Linked DNA regions of Bos taurus: region 2 is linked to region 1. The links are chromatin contacts, called in public Hi-C maps. All regions are on one chromosome and are shown on one strand. Each heading gives the region's core, a stretch centred on a gene start, on an enhancer-like site or on the middle of the called end of the contact. The rest is flanking DNA. Distances are from core to core; before and after follow the strand shown.

What was found. Hi-C and Micro-C count contacts between places; a contact is called where the count stands out from the background.
Region 2: a contact with region 1 is called in a Hi-C map of liver, with 2.8 times the contacts expected there. The contact joins two enhancer-like sites. A contact is called at or near these places in 2 of 11 Hi-C or Micro-C datasets (liver and skeletal muscle).

The regions. Positions count from the first base shown.
Region 1 is chr28:7,308,583-7,312,920 of ARS-UCD2.0, reverse strand. No RefSeq gene overlaps it. Among named protein-coding and RNA genes, the nearest start is that of TARBP1, 41 kb to the right of the region's middle. Within about 2 kb of position 3,075, at least 5 of the 102 cell types and tissues checked have an H3K27ac peak or open chromatin away from gene starts, as enhancers often do. A contact at or near this core is called in liver, where this site is marked.
Region 2 is chr28:7,596,975-7,601,588 of ARS-UCD2.0, reverse strand. No RefSeq gene overlaps it. Among named protein-coding and RNA genes, the nearest start is that of IRF2BP2, 200 kb to the right of the region's middle. Within about 2 kb of position 2,513, at least 54 of the 102 cell types and tissues checked have an H3K27ac peak or open chromatin away from gene starts, as enhancers often do. A contact at or near this core is called in liver, where this site is marked.

The sequences.
Region 1 (4,338 bases), core at 1,826-4,325:
GTCAATAGTTGGAACATCGTAAATTTGGAGAGAAGTCATTTGGTTGGTGGGGAGGGGCATTGTTATTAAGTTCACTTAATCATGAGTGACGATGTTGGAGGATTTGGGGGAAAAGCCACTTCCGCTTGTGTGAGCATCAGTCTCCACCGTGGAGGGGCGCCTTTCATCACCAGCTCCCGGGGAGGTCGTAGGTCTGGTCCTCTGGAAATGCACTGAGAGCCCTGAGAGTTTTGTGGCTCTGAAATCTGCCTCTGAGCAGGGCTGTGGAGGATGCCACTTCCTCCTGCCAGTGGATGGAACAATCCCCCTTCTGTTCTATAATCCCTGTGCCCTTGGTGCACAGCCTCCTGGGAACTCGGCCATCATCCCCACTGAAGAAGGTCCCCTGGTTCACAGGAAAAGAATGGAAATGGGGCTGCCCAGGAGGGGAGACATTTAGAATCACTGGGTCTTAGCACTGAAAGGAATTTTTAGAGACTGAGTGAAACCCAAGCTCCTCATTCATTTTGAGAATGAGAAATACGAAATCCAGAGAAGTTGAATGACTCTGCTGGTACAGCCAAGTTGGTGTCAGGGCTAAGAACTGGTCTCACTGCCCAGGTCTGTGTCTTTCTCAGCATGACTGCCTGCTCTCCTCCGGGGTCAGTCCAGGGGTTAGACCATGGTCCTCTTTGCCAAGTGCAGTGCCCTGTCCAGTGGAATGTGAAGCCCAAGGACCATTGAGGCTATGGGCAGTGTGGATGTGAGCAGTAAGGATGAAATTCAACTCCGGGTGGGGTCGGGGCGGGGGTCATCTGCACCCACATCTCTCTCCTCCTTGCTTCACTGGGTACCCACAGAAGAGCTCTCTGGTCTGCACTCCACTTGGATCAGCAGGAGCCCATGGTCCCCAGACTGCACTTGTCCCCTGGTAGGACTGGAAAGGCAGCAAGGGAGCCCAGCAGTCACCACAGGGCCAGAGACAGAGAACCTGGGTGGTGCTGAGACCGCCTTGAACTAGACTCTCACTCTCTTTCCCTTGAGAGCCAAGCGGGAAAATAGCATAACTGTGTATAAGGCAGTGGAAAAAAGATGTGTTAACCCTCACCCAGAGCTTGTACATCCAGAATCAGTTTTCTCATCCTTTTCTTCCCTTTTGCCAAACTCCATACATCCCCCATGGGCTGAGATGCTGTGAAGCTGGCCAAGCCTGGTGGCTACAATTCAGAGCAAAGATTTTGAGGTCCAACCTCCTGAGTATCCACCTAGCCTCTGCCACTTGAGCGCTGTGTGATTTCGAGCAGGATTTTATTTTCTGGAAGCCTCAGTTTCCTCATCTGGAAAATGGACACCATGCCAGTTAGTTTAAGAAATACCCTAAGGCTTAAATAAGAGGAAGTTTGCAGTGGATTTGGCTAAGTGCCTGGCATGAAAGTGATGGGTACACCTCAACTGCTGTTGCTGTTAGCACATAGAGAACTTCACCAGACAGAATTCATAAGAGAATTTACTTTATTGTTTTTTAAAGCGTTCTCTTCGATGTGGACCATTTGTAAAGTCTTTATTGAATTTGTTGCAATGTTGTTTCTGTTTTTATGTTTTGTTTTCTTGGCTAAGAGGCATGTGGGATCTCAGCTGCTGTGACTAGGAATTGAACCTGCCCCCACTGCAATGGGAGGTGAAATCTTAACCACTGGATCACCAGGGAAGTCCCAGGAGAAAATTTAGAAGGACAGATCTTTGCAGTTAGCAAGTGAGACTGCATCAGTCATCAACATCTGGTCTTGGTGAAAAGGAAGGGCAGCTGCAGACAAGGAGACCGACTGGTGGAAACAATACAGATAACCTGCACCTTGCTGCTGCTGCTGCTGCTAAGTCACTTCAGTCGTGTCCAACTCTGTGCGACCCCATAGACAGCAGCCCACCAGGCTCCTCTGTCCCTTGGATTCTCCAGGCAAGAACACTGGAGTGGGTTGCCATTTCCTTCTCCAATGCATGAAAGTGAAAAGTGAAAGTGAAGTCGCTCAGTCGTGTCCGACTCTTAGTGACCCCATGGACTGAAGCCTACCAGGCTCCTCCATCCATGGGACTTTCCAGGCAAGAGTACTGGAGTGGGTGCCATTGCCTTCTCCGGACCTACACCTTGATGGGGCTACATATCAACATTGATCCCTTATAGAGGGTGGAGCCAGCCTGTCCTAGCTGGGGAACCCCAAATTCTGCTTTCAGTGACCTACAGCCCTAGCTGGGGGCACCTAGGTCTAGCAAGCAGTCCAACCATAGGGCATGACTGCAGGGAAAAGAGAGAAGCAGCACAAAAGAATGGGGGACTTCCCTGGTGATCCAATGGTTCGAATCCACCTTCCAATGCAGGGGACGTGGAGTCCATCCATAGTCAGGGAACTAAGATTCCTTACGCCCGGAGGCAACTAAGCCCCGGAGCCACAACCACTGAGCCCATGCGCCACAAGAGAACCTCAGGCGCTGCAACTAGAGAAAAGCCTGCATGCCGCAACTAAGACCCAGCACAGCCAAAAATAAAAATAAAAAAAGGAATGGTGGCATTCTCATGGCTGTGGTGCAGAGAGGGTTTGACTGATCTCTGAGAAGAGGACCTAGTGTTTTTCACTATCACTATATTCCGGATGCAAACATATTCTCGGGCAGGAGAATTGTCCCTAAAGGACTGGTCTACCAATTAAGAGTGAGAAACTCTTTAGAGTCACGCCTGGACTTCCTCGAACATTCCTCGTGCACACACTCACGGACACAGACGTGCATACAGGGTGCCTGACCGAGGGGCGGGGGGACCCAGCATTTGTGGGTCTATACTATGCTGGTCAGAGCTCCCTGGGGTCCTTAGTACCTGGAGAAGTGACAGAAGAGGCGAGGACTGGCCTCACTGCACCAAGGATCAGCTAAATGAACCTGGTACCCAGAGTTTTCCTTTCCCTGCAGAGGGACTGAGGCTGAGAGAGTGGAACACAGGAAAAACCGGAATGTCCCCATTTTCCTTCCCCAGTGTCTCTCTGGCGGTCATGACAACAGAAAAGGGGCTGACGGGAGTGGATCAATCTTTCTCTGGCTCTGGAATGAGTCATTTGGCAAATAGCTTCATGTGGAAGTTACAAAACCTCTAGGGTCACCTATGGAAACCCCAGTCTTCAGAAACCACAGCAAGGTTTCTGTTTTGTTTTGTTTTGTTTTGCTGTTGAGCCCACTTCCGCAGCGGCAGGGATACAGACGAATCACAAACCGCACACCAACCGCGCACATGCATCCCACCTGCGGATGTATACACGGCCTTCGGCCTGGAGGACCCCGGATGTTCCTTTCCATCTGCCATTACAGGTTCTTTTGTGTGTTGCCTCTTGGGTCTCTGTTGTACTAATTTGTCCCGGCCACACCCAAGATGGGGGGTGGGTGCTGCTACGGTCCTCTGAAGGGCCTTTCCTGTGGGGTCAGGAGAAAGCTTTTACTATAGGCATGTTTTAAGGGGGAATTTTCTTGCTTTGTGTTCCCTACACAGATTTTAAGGGTTTCTTTTACCCCCTTGGGGATAAAAATCATTACAAGAAAAACCCACAAAACTTTTGACGCCTGTGGTATTTCTGCTCTTTGGGCTGTTGCTGCTGCTGCTGCTAAGTCGCTTGAGTCGTGTCCAACTCTGTGCGACCCCATAGATGGCAGCCCACCAGGCTCCCCCGTCCCTGGGATTCTCCAGGCAAGAACACTGGAGTGGGTTGCCATTTCCTTCTCCAATGCATGAAAGTGAAAAGTGAAAAGTGAAGTCACTCGTCGTGTCCGACTCTTTGCGACCCCATGGACCTACCAGGCTCCTCCGTCCATGGGATTTTCCAGGCAAGAGTACTGGAGTGGGGTGCCATTGCCTTCTCCGCTTTTGGCTGTTAGTCTATTGAAAAATTTTTTGAAACAAAATAGCTCACGATTTTTCAATAGCCACCTTCTATCCCAGTGCCTGCCACGTATACAAATTCAGTCACTCAGGAAGTATTTTTGAGCATTGCCTGAGTTTGCTGAGTATATAGCTTTGAACAACACTGATACATTTCTTGGTTTCAGGAAGCTTACATCACAGTAATAACTAAAAAACCTTCACAGATATGCTATGAACTGAAACTAGAATTAAGGCCAGATGAAGACCCACTTAAACTTAATGGCCTACCTATATTAATATATATCTAACTATTGTTCTCAAGTCATTGTTCGTGTACACAGGGGCTTACCTTGTGGCTCAGTCGCCAAAGAGTCTATCTGCAATACAAGAGACCAAGTTCCATACCTGGGTCGGGAAGATCCCCTGGAGAAGGAAATGGCAACCCACTTCATGTATTCTTG
Region 2 (4,614 bases), core at 1,264-3,763, 290 kb before region 1:
TATAAACACTCTGTAAGTTGCTATGGGTTAAATAAATAAATGCCAATGAGTACACGTATCTAGGAATCTATCCCATGTCTATACATGGTCCCAAAGTCCAGTAGCAACTCGACTCCATTCTTATCCTCCTGTTGCAGACTGCTTTTGTCTACATCATTCAGGAAAGGGGATTTTAAAACCACAATATTCTAGAAACAACTCTTGCCATCTTACAACCCTGGATATATCCTCAGACCCTTCTCCCAAAAGAGATTTTATAGAGCAGAGGATTCAAGAACCAAAGTCTTGTGGGATTTTTCTCTCTTTTAATCTCTCAACAAAGATAGGCAGAGGAATTTATTATTATCCATTTAAGTTGACTGGTGTCCAAGAAAATCTAGCAGTGAGTGCGCTAATGTTTAGGAAGTTCCTTTTAACGTCAGCCCAAAGCACTTGGGGAAAATGTTCTATTCATAGTGTCCAAGTGAGGCAGGCAGATGTCAAGAATTATTATTCCATTTAACAGATGGAAAATATGAAACCTTCATTCACGGAGCAAGTGGAGAACAGAGCTCAGGAGAGAAGCCATCTCTCTCTGCCTGCACAAGTAGTGAGTTACCATATGAGTGTCACGTGCTCTTGGGACATGCCTCCCTGAAGTCAACTTTCCCTGGCCTGTGTCCCTCCAGGAACTGGATGAAAGGAGTGGTTCCAAAGGTATCTATACTATCCACCATGTCTTTCCAAGTTTCTGGGAGGGAAGTGGGTAGTCTCCCCAGTGTGGTCCCCACGGCATTGCTCCAGTGCTGCCCAGAGCCTTTTGACCATCCACACTTATCACACACTCTTCATCTTGGCTGTCATCTTCTTGGGCCATCAACTCATGCCTCACCTTACTCTGAGTCCTGCAACCCAGCTCTCTTCGCCACCCTGTCTCCTCCAGGTGATGACCATTCGACTGTAGCTACACAGGAGAATTAGGCTTTAAAAAAATACACATGCTGGGGCCTTCCCCGGTGGTCCAGTGGGAAAGAATTACAGGGGATATGGGTTCAGTTCCTGGTCGGGGCAGGAAGATGCCCCTGCCAAGGAGCCCTCTGTGCCACAATTAGAGAAAGTCAAGGTGCATCAAAGACCCAGCCAAAATCAAATCAATCAATCAATAAAAGTAAGTGCAGGGCATCAAGTAGAAACCTCATCAATGACACAAAAATTTTTTTAATATACAGGCTTGTGTGCTGCACCCAGAAACTTTGGTGGGGTACCTGGGAGCTGCCTGCACAAAGCAAGAGTTTTGCTCCTGTGTCCTCCTGTGTCCCGGGCGAGGCCTGCTGTGAAACCTCTCATGGGAACCAGGGCCTTGTGTCATAACCTGGCTGCAGCAAACAGGCTGACACTGCTTTCCTCCAGGGCAGCAGATGGGCACCTTCTCCTCTAGGTGAGGCTGCCCAGGGGCCCAGCAGGATGATTGGAGTGGGGGATGAAGACACTGGCTAGGGGGGCCCCCAGGAGAGGCTTCCTGGGACGAGCCTTCTGGTCACCCTGGCTTTCTCCAAGGGAAGGCGGGGTGTCTGGGCTCCTCTCCTCTGCAAAGAGGCCCAAAGAAGAAGTCATGCAGAGGACACACTCAGCTGTGGGAGGCTGGAGAAAAAGAGCCAATAAAATTGGCTTTATTTATAATGTTCCCGTGTTTGTTATTTTGTTATCCCTACGCTGTTTCCTCAGTGCAATGTAACAAGGAAAAGGATTAAAAAAAGTCCCCCACTCTAAGCATGCATGAACTTTATGGCCTCACTCTGCTCCCTCTCCTCCTCTGTCCCCACCAGGCTCGCCTTGCCTGTGATTTCCTCTCCCAAACTGCGTATTTTCCATACTAACTTTTATGGCATCTTCCTGGATTAATGGTTAACAGTATTCCTTTTCTCCCCTCCGCCCCCATTATCAAAGAGGGCTTGGAATGACTATTAACTCTCTGGTTAACAGAAAGAAACATGTTAATCATCTACGAGCCCTTGGACAGGAAAATTATTCTTTGTAACCTTCTCCCAACGGCAGAAGAGCCCCTTGTCCGCCAGCAGCTGACCTTCAACCACACCTGGGTCTGGAAGCTTGCAAAACCCCGACGGTAATCGGTAATCGTGTTACAAGGGCTTCTGAGTAAAAGCCAAGGTCATAAACCACCGCCCCCCCGCCCCACCCCCCACCCCCGGCTCCCTCCAGCGGGAATGACGCTGGGGCTCTGGTGTCCAGGGAGGGCGCCTTTCCACCCAGCTAACCCTCCTTCCACGACCCTATAAAGAGACCACGCTGCATCTCTTTAAAAAAAAATCGTTTTGCAAGTGAGGGCTAATCATTCTTTGTTGTACATTCTTTGTTGCTGGGAGACTCGGGGTGGCTGTACAGGCTGTTCTTTCTTGCAGCCATAGTTCAAAAGTGCTCCTTTTGACCCAAACACACACGTGTTGTAATCCTGCCCTCCCTTGTGTGGGGCTGGGAGGCAACCAGGAAGCGTGGATTCCCAAGCCAGACCCAGATGCTGGGAGGGTGACCTCTTTCTGAAGTTAGAGGGGCGGTGCCTTTGCAGGGAGGGGTAGGCAAGAGCAGGAGAAGGTAATACTCAGGGAAATGGGCGGGGGTGGGGGGGGTGGGGGTCGACCCCCACCCCATACTCAACAACGGGAGCGTGGAGTATGCCATCTTGGAGAAAGTGTCCCTTTATTCATTCACAAAGCCGATCTTCTGCGGAGAGGGGAAGCCTGGGGAAAGAAGGCTGGCCTCCACCTCTGCTGGGTTTGGCTTGCTTTTCTCCCCTGCGGCCCGCTCTTCTTAAATAAGACCTGGGAGCAGGCGAGAGGTTGTTCTGCCGAGAGAGAAAGGACACAGGCATCGCCAGACTTATTAGGAAAGACGCTGTCGGGGTCTTGGCAGGCGCGGCGCTGCGGACCACGTGGTCCTCTGCGCACCTGGTTACTGTCAGCGCTGAGCTCCGGCCCCCGCCGGCCGGGTCTCCTCCCCATCGGCCTGCAGGCTGCCCCCAGCGCCTGCCCCTCTCGGATCCAAACATTTCCACATTAGGCAGCCTCGGCGCTGGGCTCCCCGCCTCCGGCAGTGACCTCGGGTGACCTCCACGCCGGGCTCCGCGCCAAGCCCCTCATCACAGGTGCACTGGCAGTTTTCTGGGTCACCCTTGTGATCGGGTGTCCAAGCACTTGGCAAAATTTAGCGAATGTTCCTCGGTGCTCTGCATCATCTTGACACTGTTTGCACAGACACCCTTGGGGACGCATGAGAGGAGCTGGTGCCTCTCATTCAATCTCTGGTTATAGAAGAGCCAGGCATGCTGGCCCCTCCAAAGGCTTGGATGACCTGATCTCCCTCTGTGTCCCCAGCCCGCTCCCTCTAAGCTGATCTGACTTCTCTCTTGGACTTAAGAATCGGAGCAGAAGTTGTGGATCCTTCTACGCACACCCATAGCTAGATTTGCGCAGCCATATATGGTATCTGCCGGGGTCTGTGGCTCTGGAGCCTTGGAAATGGGGCTGCTCCAAACTGAGATGTGCTATGATGGCAAGTTTCACACGGGATTTCGCAGACTTATGTGACAAGAGAACGTGAAGTATTGAACGTGTTGAACTGATCATGTTTTGGAAAAAGTGGGTTAAATAAAATGTTATTAAAATTAATTTTATGTTTCTTTTAATGTGGCTACTAAAAATAAATGCTGCATGTAAGACTCATGTTGTATTGGTCTTGGGCAGCACTGGTCTTGACCATCCCACTCTGGAGGTTCCTTCTGTGCTTCACTAACAGCCTGCATTTCCCTGACAGCCAGGGTGATGCAGCTTCTGTACCTACTACTCCCTCCCCGTGTCCCTCCTTCCTGCCTTCCTCCCTGCAGAATTCCTAGCCATAGCCCTGGATCCAGGCCTAGAGTCTTCTACCCGGGCAGCCTCTCCGGCAGACATTGGCTTCGAGGCCATTCTTGCCCCTGCATTCTGAGTCTGCCTGGCTGTCACGAGGCCCTGCTGGCCTCCAGGGCAGCTTGTGTGCCCAGGGTCCCTGGCAGACAACACGCGAACACATGTGGGTGTCCAACCATAGGTTGGTGAGTAGCCCTAAGCAATGGGGCAGTTAATATCTACAATTTTGATTATGAATTTGCTTTTTTTCCTGTTGAGATCTGTTTGAGTGCTTTAGATATCTTGAGGACATTTACTTCATATTAGTTTATAAATACTACAGCTTCCTGATAAATAAAACTTTTTCTCATAAAGAATCTGGCTATATTTATTTTTCCATTGTGAGGGGCAAAAACTGATTAGCCTAACATATGATGCTTTGATTCCAGTTCTCAGCATTAGAAGGAAAGGGCCAACCAAGGCTGCTTGGTACTCTTCAAAAGACATTTTTAGAAATTCTTATCTTATTAAGAATGCGAGCATTTTAAATCAAGTAAGAGTCAAGCATCATAGTTTCATTTATTCTATGGAAAATGTTTCAGGGAAGTCAAAGTGTTTTGAGGGGGGAACATCATCTTCAGAGACTATGTGTCTAATATGGTGCTTGGGAACTTGAAATGTGGCTGGTCTAAATTCACGTGTTGTGTGTGTGTGCACGCTCTGCTGCTGCTGCCAA